2 separate regions of the Drosophila melanogaster genome follow, and region 1 is linked to region 2. Evidence: chromatin contacts called from public Hi-C data. All regions are on one chromosome and are shown on one strand. The core of a region is the stretch at or near the end of the contact, and the rest is flanking DNA. Distances in the headings are between cores, read along the strand shown. Region 1 overlaps Ddr (Discoidin domain receptor). Region 2 overlaps smal (smoke alarm).

Evidence for each region. A called contact is a pair of places that touch in the nucleus more often than the background predicts.
Region 1: a Hi-C map of the OSC cell line shows a contact between it and region 2, with 1.8 times the contacts expected there. A contact is called at or near these places in 3 of 107 Hi-C or Micro-C datasets (the OSC cell line, gut and ovary).

The regions. Positions count from the first base shown.
Region 1 is chr2L:6,289,538-6,294,430 of dm6, forward strand. It overlaps Ddr (Discoidin domain receptor), which reads left to right. Exons shown (of 17, transcript NM_001298737.1): 4 at 228-459; 5 at 1,007-1,154; 6 at 1,469-1,648; 7 at 1,708-1,841; 8 at 3,948-4,155. Among named protein-coding and RNA genes, the nearest start is that of CG43922, 17 kb to the right of the region's middle.
Region 2 is chr2L:6,195,901-6,201,044 of dm6, forward strand. smal (smoke alarm) reads left to right here. Exons shown (of 13, transcript NM_164688.2): 4 at 644-875; 5 at 949-1,096. Among named protein-coding and RNA genes, the nearest start is that of smal, 19 kb to the left of the region's middle.

The sequences.
Region 1 (4,893 bases), core at 1,059-3,558, 94 kb after region 2:
AAAGGAATGAAGTAAACTGTGTGTATATAGTATATATGTATCTATAATGCAGTATATGCTTGCAGTTTTGTGAATAAAAGTTACGGCACTCACAGACCACCGACACCAAACATACATACATTTGACGAACATTCACTAATGAAGCAGATAGTTGTGTATAACTTTTATATAAGTATATTGTGTTTGAGAAATGTTTTTCTCACTTTAATACCTCCCTATCGTTTCAGACTTAAGATAGACAACAACGGAGGCGCTTGGTGTCCCAAGCACATGGTATCTCGTGGTCTGACGGAGTACCTGCAAGTCGACCTGCTAGGTGTCCACCTGGTCAGTGCCATACGAACCCAGGGTCGCTTTGGCAAGGGGCAGGGCCAGGAGTATACCGAAGCCTATGTGATTGAGTACTGGAGGCCGGGCCTCAAGAAATGGATTCGATGGAGGAGCCTCCAAGGCAAAGAGGTGAGCTGAAGGCACTTATAAAAGCAGGAAATCAAACTATGGTGTGGAAAAGGCAATTCGCAAAAATAACTCACAGTTTTAGTTTACTCCAAAGTGAGTTTATATCGGAATAAACCATTAAACAAATAGGATCTCTGTGAGAAAAAGTCTGTTTGCGAAGATACTCTATGCTTTGTCCATTCACACATTAATCATGAGCAGGCCGGGGCAAGTGTAGATAACCATCTGAACCATCTGGGGACTTGGGTTCGAGCGGAGAGTGTGTTGAAGATATTGAATCTTTAAGCGAATCAATTTACGTGCGAATTACTGGCAAGTGGAGGAGTTGAGAAAATTGCGTAGGTGTCGCGGCTGGAAAGCGAACTCGAACCCGTTCCATCGATTTGCTGGCTGCCAGCAATGTGAAATCAATTTTAGCGCTTTTGTTTTTATTTCGCCTGCTCATGATAGTATTTTGGCGATCAGGTTGCCACCTACACACCACATGCCAGCCACCCATTTGTAATGCCTGCCCCAATTGGGCCCCAACTCCCTTCTCTCGTTCCAGGTGCTGCCCGGCAACATAAACACCTACAGCGAGGTGGAGAACGTGCTCCAGCCCAGCGTCTTTGCGTCCAAGGTGCGACTCTATCCCTACAGCCAGTACGATCGCACCGTCTGCCTGCGCGCCGAGATCGTCGGCTGTGCCTGGGAAGGTAGGTGCCCATTCGCTTGCCATGAGTTATGCCCCCAACCCCGACCCCACTCCCACACCATAGGAACCTGGAACCCCTGACCCCTATATCGCCCCATTCGATCTTACTCGTGGCCTGAGGCCTTAGCTGCAATGTAATGAAAGTCGGACAGAAAATAAATTATTACGAGTCCGAAGACTAAAAGTACTAGTTCAAAAATTAAGTTTGGCGATGGGAAAGTACACTTTCAATTCCCGTAAAATGATAATCTGAGCATTAATTTTCTGCGAATATTTATATATTTTTATTAAAATATATTTATTTCCCTTTTGCAGAGGGAATTGTATCGTACAGTATTCCCAAGGGCATGCAGAGGGGCATGGACATCGATCTGTCGGACAAAACCTACGATGGATACGAGGAGGGTGATCATTATGTCAACGGTTTGGGCCAACTTGTTGATGGTCAGCGGGGCAAGGACAACTTTCGAGCCGATATTAATGGCCTTGGCAAAGGTACGATTGTCGAAGCATTTTAAAGTTCAATTCTTTTGAAAATTGTAACACTTTGTCAGGTTACGAATGGATTGGCTGGCGAAACGACACTTTGCTCGGGCGTCCAGTTGAAATCATATTCGAGTTTGAGACAGTTCGGAATTTAAGTGCTGTTATCATACACACCAACAACATGTTTTCCAAAGATGTTCAGGTAAATAAAAAGTTAAACACAAAAACCAACTAAAATCAAGCTTTTTCCGTAAGCCCTTAAATCAATGATTAAACACATCTTAAGGTAATCTTGCTTGCCCTACTTAATTTTTTATTTTACTTGTTAACTAGTGCTATTCACTTAATCACCACATCTACAAAATTCCGTTGAAGTAAATCGTAAAAGCAAAAACGCAATGGGTTGCCTGGAACCACAAATGGGGGTCCCTCGCCAGACAAACTGGCGGCGAAATGAGCAAATAAGAGCTAAACATTTCCAGCAACTTCCACCCAAAGCAATAATAATAAAAAAATCGAAAAAAAACGCTTTTTATAAACAAACCGAAGACGCAATCGAACCTAAACAAACTAAAATTGATATGGGGAGCTCTTGGGGTCCGACTCGGAGTACTTACGAGTATGGAATGGAGGGGAATCGCGGGGTATCCAGTGCACCCATTATCAAGTCATTTCCTTACTCACTGCAGTCTCTTTATCGAAAGTAAACAAACAGCGTGAGTGCGTATATATAAATAAAAGTGCACATACATATATCTTTATCTGAACTCTGGATGCCATGTAAACAAATAGCTATGCCACAAAAATGATTGTACAGTGTTTACTTTTTTCGAACACTCCCACCTTGTTCAAGGAACGCCATAAACATTTTTCGTTAATCTCTCAAGTTTTTAAAAATACCTTTTAAAGAACATATTGCTATTTAACTATATATTGTTATACCTATTTAATTAAGATGGCTACGACTGCATACCCGTTTAATCTGGACAGTATATTTGTTATGCATTTTGGTGGGATGAGAGCTGCTCATTACTAATGCTGAGGGCAAAGTCAAACAAACAGACCTCAAAGTGAATGGGAAAAAAGTCCTTAATCTTGGCCAGACCACTGACCACGATGTGCGGTTGGGCTGGCTTGTCTTTTGATCCAACAGGTGGTGTGTGGAGGGCCACACGCGTCTCATAATTAAAACGCACTCAGTGTAATTTTGAGGCTTATCAATGCGTCATAAATGGCATTTCCACTATTTACGACACGACCGCAAAGTGGCCAACGTTGATCTGCTGAGAAGCTCACTTCGTAATTTCATGACTAATGGGTCGTTTGATAGCGAAGACTGGTCCAACCGAATGATAATGGTAATGAAAAGTCGTAAAAATGAAAATCATAACAGCCGACGACATAGAGGCTCTGTAAATTACGGGGCAACCGAAACCAGAATTGAGCGGCTAATGGGGTCTTGAGTGCCTCCATGCCTCCAGGTGAATCTAAGAAACTCCATCTGCGCCCCAAGTGGCGGCATCAAATCCGAGATTTGTGGTAATTGAAATTTTATATGCCGCTTTAAAGCTGCTGCCAATTGGCTGTAAAGTTTGCGGTTTATTAAGGAACGGAACTCCAATAATTAGATTTTTTTCCGAAATTTATACACCTTAGCATATAAATGTGATACAAAGATTAAGATGCTAACACATATTGTAATTATAAACATATTCTTGATCATTCTTGATGTTAATTTGATTTGAAGTGTTCAACTTGTCTTGGATGTCAAGGTGGTGGCTTATTGATTTACGGTACTTATATTTCTTAAACAATTTTAGCTTTAGCTTTGAGACATTAGATGTACAACTCATTAGCCATTCTTAGGTGCAAACTACAACTCACACAACACTCTACATCCGGCTGTCCAAAAATAGGCGATACTACCAGTCCAAGCCATTTAAGAAGTTGAGGTGTTTTTGTTTGACTATACTACAAGTCGCTTTCACAACTGACCATAACCAATTTTGTGACTCTAACCAAAATTGGCGGTAGGGCATAAGATTACAAATACTAATTGTATACGAATCAAAGTTCACACAATCGAAAAAAGGTGTGTGCACCAACACCTGTCCATGCATTTGCTGATTACGATGGTTGAATATTAATTAATACAACTATGTATCTGAACTCTGTATAAATTATCTGGGAAAGCCGCGAGCAAGAATTAATTGGTTTCGTGTAACAATTCTTTGAACGCAAAACCCATTCAAAGATTTGTTCATTTTGCTCCCTTACTATAATCCGTCGATCCGTTTCCTTATTTCAGGTTTTCGTCCATGCCAAAGTGTTTTTCAGCATTGGCGGCCGCCACTTCTCTGGAGAGCCGGTGCAGTTTTCCTATATGCCCGATCTGGTTTTGGATCATGCACGCGATGTGACAATCAAGTTGCATCATCGTCTGGGGCGCTACGTGCAGTTGCATCTATACTTTGCCGCCCGCTGGATGATGATAAGCGAGATAACGTTCATATCAGGTAAGCAAAGTCAATCAAACTAAAAGGGTAAAAGCTAACATATGACTAGATTATGAATATACTTAACTGCAATTGCTATTCTTTAAAGTAGCTTAGTTTAATCATGAGTATACATAACATAATCTTTAACAGCATCGAGCTATTACAAATTAAGTCTTGAAAGTGTGTGTTTGTAGTTTGAAATCCTGCATCCTTTGAGCGCCGCTAAAAGTATACTGAATGTTAAGCCCTCAAAATGGCAAAAACAACAAGGTACGTGAGGGCCAACGGTGGCAAAGTCAAACATAAACTGCGGCAGCAACAAACACAGCTCTCATCCATTGAAAATTCCCACTGACACTAAAAATCGCTGCGCATTTAATTAAAAACGAGCTTGCAGACTCGATCAAGAAGGGCTCGACTCTCGCTCAATGGCGCAAAATTTATTACCAACCGTGATGGGTGGGAGCTTACACACACATGTATGTACATACATACATATGTACGTATATGGACCGATTTTTACTTGACTCACCCATGAGCACCAGTAGCCGGCAGCTTTGTTTTTCCTTGCCGTGTGCAATTGCGCATAGAGTGATACAAAGCGGCCGGGTGGAGAGGGGGGGGGGGGGAGGGAAGTAAGTTGCTGCTGCTGCTGCTGCAACTCGGCTGCCATTGTGACGTTGCAGCGGAAACGGAAGTGCTCACACACAGACACACACACAGGCGCGCGCGCAGGGGAATCCGGCAGCATATGCT
Region 2 (5,144 bases), core at 606-3,105:
CAGCCGCCGGTTCGAGCGGCCAAATGAAGCAATTTGCCACGAAGCCAACAGGAGGACCGGAGGCCAGGAGTAGGACTACTCCAGTCACTTCACTTGACTTGACTGGGTTCGAAGTGGGTCTAGGCCTATGCCTTTGCCTGGTAGCTGGCCCATGAGTAATGGCCAGGCATTAAGGCAGCCGAAATGCAATCAAGCATGTAAAACTTAATTGAAATATAAACCGAATGGCGAGGTAGTAGTGGTTAACGTATCGACGGCTTTGGCAGAGGGGCTGAAAATTGCTTAAAGTTTGTCCGTCCGGGAATAGGTTAAATTAATCCTTAATTACACAGACAACATCCTGCTGTGTCTAAAACCGCAAACAGCTTAACGAACGAGACGAGCTGCCAGACGACGCACCACAAACGCCAGTGGTTGCGATTGGGGCAGCGTTTCGTTTGCCGGGCTTGGTTAGGGGGGGTGTTTGGTTGGTTAGGGGGGGGGGGGGGCTCCATGTGGTGCCGAACGCTTAATGTCAATTAATTTATAAAAATCCCCCCCATATGCCCAACCCACACCATCACGCCAGCAACTGGTTTTCGCGGCTACTGTAGAGAGAGTCTGATTAATAAACTTGTGCCTTCTGCATCCTCCTTTTTTCCAGACTGAAAACCGATAATGACGGAGGAGCCTGGTGTCCCAAGCACATGGTGTCGAATGCGTTGAAGGAGTACCTGCAGGTAGATCTGCTGCAGACGCACGTCATCACGGCGATCCGCACCCAGGGTCGCTATGGCAAGGGTCAGGGTCAGGAGTACACCGAGGCCTATGTCCTGGAGTACTGGCGACCGGGCTTCGACAAGTGGCAGCGCTGGAAGAACATCCAGGGCAAGGAGGTAGGTGTCCACTGTGAAGCCAAGCATAGAGCATATCTTCCAGCTAATCCCATCTCTCATCTATCCTCCACAGATTCTGCCCGGCAATATCAACACATACAGCGAGGTGGAGAATGCCCTGCAGCCGATCATCTTCGCCTCCAAGATTCGCATATATCCGTATGGCCAGTACGATAGAACCGTCTGTCTGCGCGCCGAGATCGTCGGTTGTCCATGGGAAGGTGAGTACAGTCGCGGGAGTAGGGGATGCCGTATCCAAGTGGAGGCGATAAGAGCTTGACATGAGCAATGATAGTGCGGAGGGGCTAACAGCGTTTTAGTGTCAGCGCTAATTTATCATTCCACAAACCCGAGAGGCAGCCTGTTTGCAATTAGAGGAGCAAAAGCGGCTTAAGTGTTCGCACGATTGGCTTGTGGACACTCGTGGCATGCGGCATGCGGAGTGTCCAGATGCTCGAGTTCCAGATGGCTTATAAGGCCTGGCATGATCTGCGATTCGGAGCCACTTTAAATAACTAATGCATACCACTTGTTTCCAGCATAACGTAAAAGTTTTTAGCTCAAGGAAACCATTTACTTCACTCCAAGTTTTGTTTATTTAACTACCATGTTCAACCTTCCCCAAAAATTCCATAATTTCCATTAGACCTTACTTACCGCATTATATGCATGTTCCGCGAAAACCCTCAAAGTCGCCCCCGAATCGCATGACCCACACAGGCGAGTCCAAGTTCCCAGGTCAGAGGACTATGCCCACCACATAACAAGAAATATCCAGGCAACGTCTGGCCCGAACCACGTAATCCAATCAAGGTGACTGCTACGCTCCATGGAACCAAGTGTAGCGCATTCCTGATTCTTTCCCAACATAGGGGCACCGCAACTTGATGGTCGGGATTTCTTTTCAACGCCATGAGCACTGTACTTGAAATATATATCGCGTGCAGACGTTGCAAAAACATCCCATACCAATCCGATTCTCCCGGCTAGACCCGACCGAAATCGAAATCCCAGACGACGACATGCCGGGCACGCTGAACACCATGTCCCGTCAGTCGTCCGATAACAAAACAAAAAAATAAATAAAAAAAATAAGGAAAAAGAACAGGAAAACTCTGAAACAACTCAGTGCACTGCTGAAATGGAGTGTTTACAATGCACCATCAGATTTGAGAGAATTTGTTATCTCATTAGCATTATCCATTGCTAACAGATTGCAAGCGAGTTACTGTCATTACTGCATCTTCGAGATTTTTATTTGAATGTCAGCCACACTTTTTCCCAGTGTACGCAAACAACATGACCAACCTGGTCGGCGGCTGCTCCTAACCTTTACTTTGTCGATTTTTTGCACGCAATTGTCAAGTAGTCCACGGGCCAGAAACAAGTCTGGACAAACAAATTTTTCTATAATTTCCATGGGCTGGGCGGCGACTTTTCCGCCGGCAGCAATAGTACACAACTGGCCAGCGAAACGCGCCTAATGACAATTTGTAGAGCCCCAAGTTCCCCAAATGCCCCCGAGGAGCGGAAAAAGGCGCGGAAGTTGAAAATTTTTCCGTAAATTAACGCAATGTTTGGTCGCGGGACTTCGGGGTGATGGTACAAGGGGAACTAGGAACTACGAACTGGCTCCTGGGAATGGGACGAGTTCCCCTGATAAGTGGCGCCATTTGTGTGCGCGGGAGCACCAAGTTTTAGCTGCGGCACGCCCATTTGCGACGAAACGGGGGACTTGGATTTGAATATGGATGTGTATGGATTCGGGGGTGGCAGACATGCAAGCCTCCTGACCGCTCACATTTTGCGGACTATCATTTGATTTGCCACGGGGAATGTGAATGTGAACAGGAGAGCCGACATGGCGCATTTCATATGCAAATTAAACAAGATAAGATGGGAATGGATTGTGCCCCGAGTGGGCCACATTGTTGGCCCTAACAGCAGATGGGTCTAGACAAGTGCCAGACGGCCAGTGGATAGTGGACAGTGGGCGAAGAAATCAATAAATCTCCTTCTTGGGGTCGCGTCGATTTCATTACGCGATCATTAATCTGCTCGAAAACATGCCCGAATCGAATCATAATTGTTTATAAATTCAGGCCATAAATTTCGGAAACTGCTGGCATTTGAATGGGGCCCTTTGGCCCCACCTATAGCCGCTCCCGAAGTATTCCGCTTAGGGTTAAAGCGCCACAATCGTAAAAAAAATAGGGTTCATACGACCGACCCACCAGTCAGTGAGATTATCTCCCCACTTTGACATCGAAAGCGTGGCTAAGCTGGAATTTGTTACGATTTAACAACAGCTCTTGATATCGTCAAATCGAAAATGGAGAAGGGGTATGGCAATGGGAAAGGGAATTGGGTTTGCATATGCTCGAGTGCATTATAAATGCAGCCAGCAACTGATTAGCGTTAAGCCGGCGATTTATGGAACCCACTGTTCGGGGGCCCATAATTTATGGGCATTTTAGGGCATTACGAGCCACTAGCTCACTATCTTGGTGTTGAAACCTAGGGAAACTTCAGCTTCGAGAGGTTGGGCAATTGAAAGTAGAGCTGCCAGGTGGGTGCCACTAAATGGGTAGTGCTTTGTCCACACTTAAGGCTGCTTTCCAATTCCCTTTGAGTTCCGGCAATTCCACTGGGACCACTCAGTCATCCATCCATCCATCCATCTGGTATCCTCAATTTGAGTCATCAGCCAGAAGCGCGTTGACATTGTTGCTGTTACAGTTTGGCTTGCGTGCCACATCCAAGAAAGGCGGAGAGAAATTACATTTTATATATTGCAGTTGCTCGCTGTCTTGGCGACCAAAAATAAAAAAAAAAACCAACAAAAATAAAAAGTGAAGAAAAACTCCACGCACTTAAGCAAGGACTTGTCCTTACTTTGCTCATTTCTTTTTTTTGGCCAACAGTCGCGACACGCAAATAAGGATCGCATGCTGGCACGCGAATAACGAGGCACACAGACAGCGGAGGTGGAGGCATCCATCCTGCTGCCCCCCAGTGCTCCATGGCATTGCGTGAACTTCGTCGCAGCGGAGGCAATTGAAAAACGCGCTGCCCCGAATGTCTTTGCAGTTAATTAAATATGCCATATAACGTTTACATTCGGTTTAATATCGTGTCGCAGGAGGAGGAGGAGGAGGAGGAGGAGTAGGTCTTATCTGCCAGCTCCGGCGTAATTCATGTAATTAAACGAGGCGGTCCAGGCAGTCCGAAGGCCTTGAATAATAATTAATATTTTCGTTCGAACGCACCACCCACTTCCATATCCACCACATATCATGATCGATAAGGGTCGTTTGCCCACCTGAGCAGCCCCATCATCATTATCCACATATGCATGTGCGCCCAGTGCGTAGGAGGTCCCTAATTACGTGTAATTATGTGATTTTTGGTAATTATTGGAAAATTCCAACGACTGCCTTGCGCCGCCTATCTATCGATATATCTATCCTGTGAGCTTGTTTGTCCGCGTGTCCTGTTTACCACGTGACCCGATTGTGTAAATAGAAATTCAAGTGAATTAGTTAAGCGTGTGTCGGAGTTCCCCCCCCCCCCCCCACAATCGGTGCACCCTATTTTCCGGACAGGGTATAATTATATCGAGTGCCTGGCAACCCCGATTTGTTGTTTTTTTTTTCGAACTGATCTAATTGTTTTCGGTGGCGGAGTGGGGGCGGCCATTCGATTTTGTAATTAGTGTCAGGTGTTTGCTGGCGAGTGCCGGCAATTTGGTATCCTTATTCGTTGGATTGAAGCCCTAGCTTTTCGGTTACTTGGTTTCCGCTTTTACTTTAGCCAGCTAATCCCCACACAACCAGCGAAGGAAACCCATGACTCAGCCCCCGAGAATAACGCTTGACTTTGACATTGAAAAACTATAGCCGGCAAGTTTCTCGATCCCCTTCGATTAATGCCCAACATAACCACCGAAACCGAATGACAGACTCGAGGGGAGGCTTGGTTGCTTCCAAAGTGGCCACAAAACGAAATTATGTTTCAAGTAACTCAATATGCTCCACACCTCCTGGGGCAGCCGAATCACTGAATCCCTCGTCTTGGGGGAGTACGCAGTGGAAAGTTTTAATTTAGCGCGGTTTTAAGGCCAACGAAGTGGGGAAGGCAGCCACACTGGAGCTCTCGATTGAGGCAGATCCTAATATTATTAAATATTAAGTTTGTCCTTGTTCCGCAGCTCTGTCACACAACTTTTCTTTGGCTAAGTGTAGCACCACAGAACTCGGCATTTTGTCA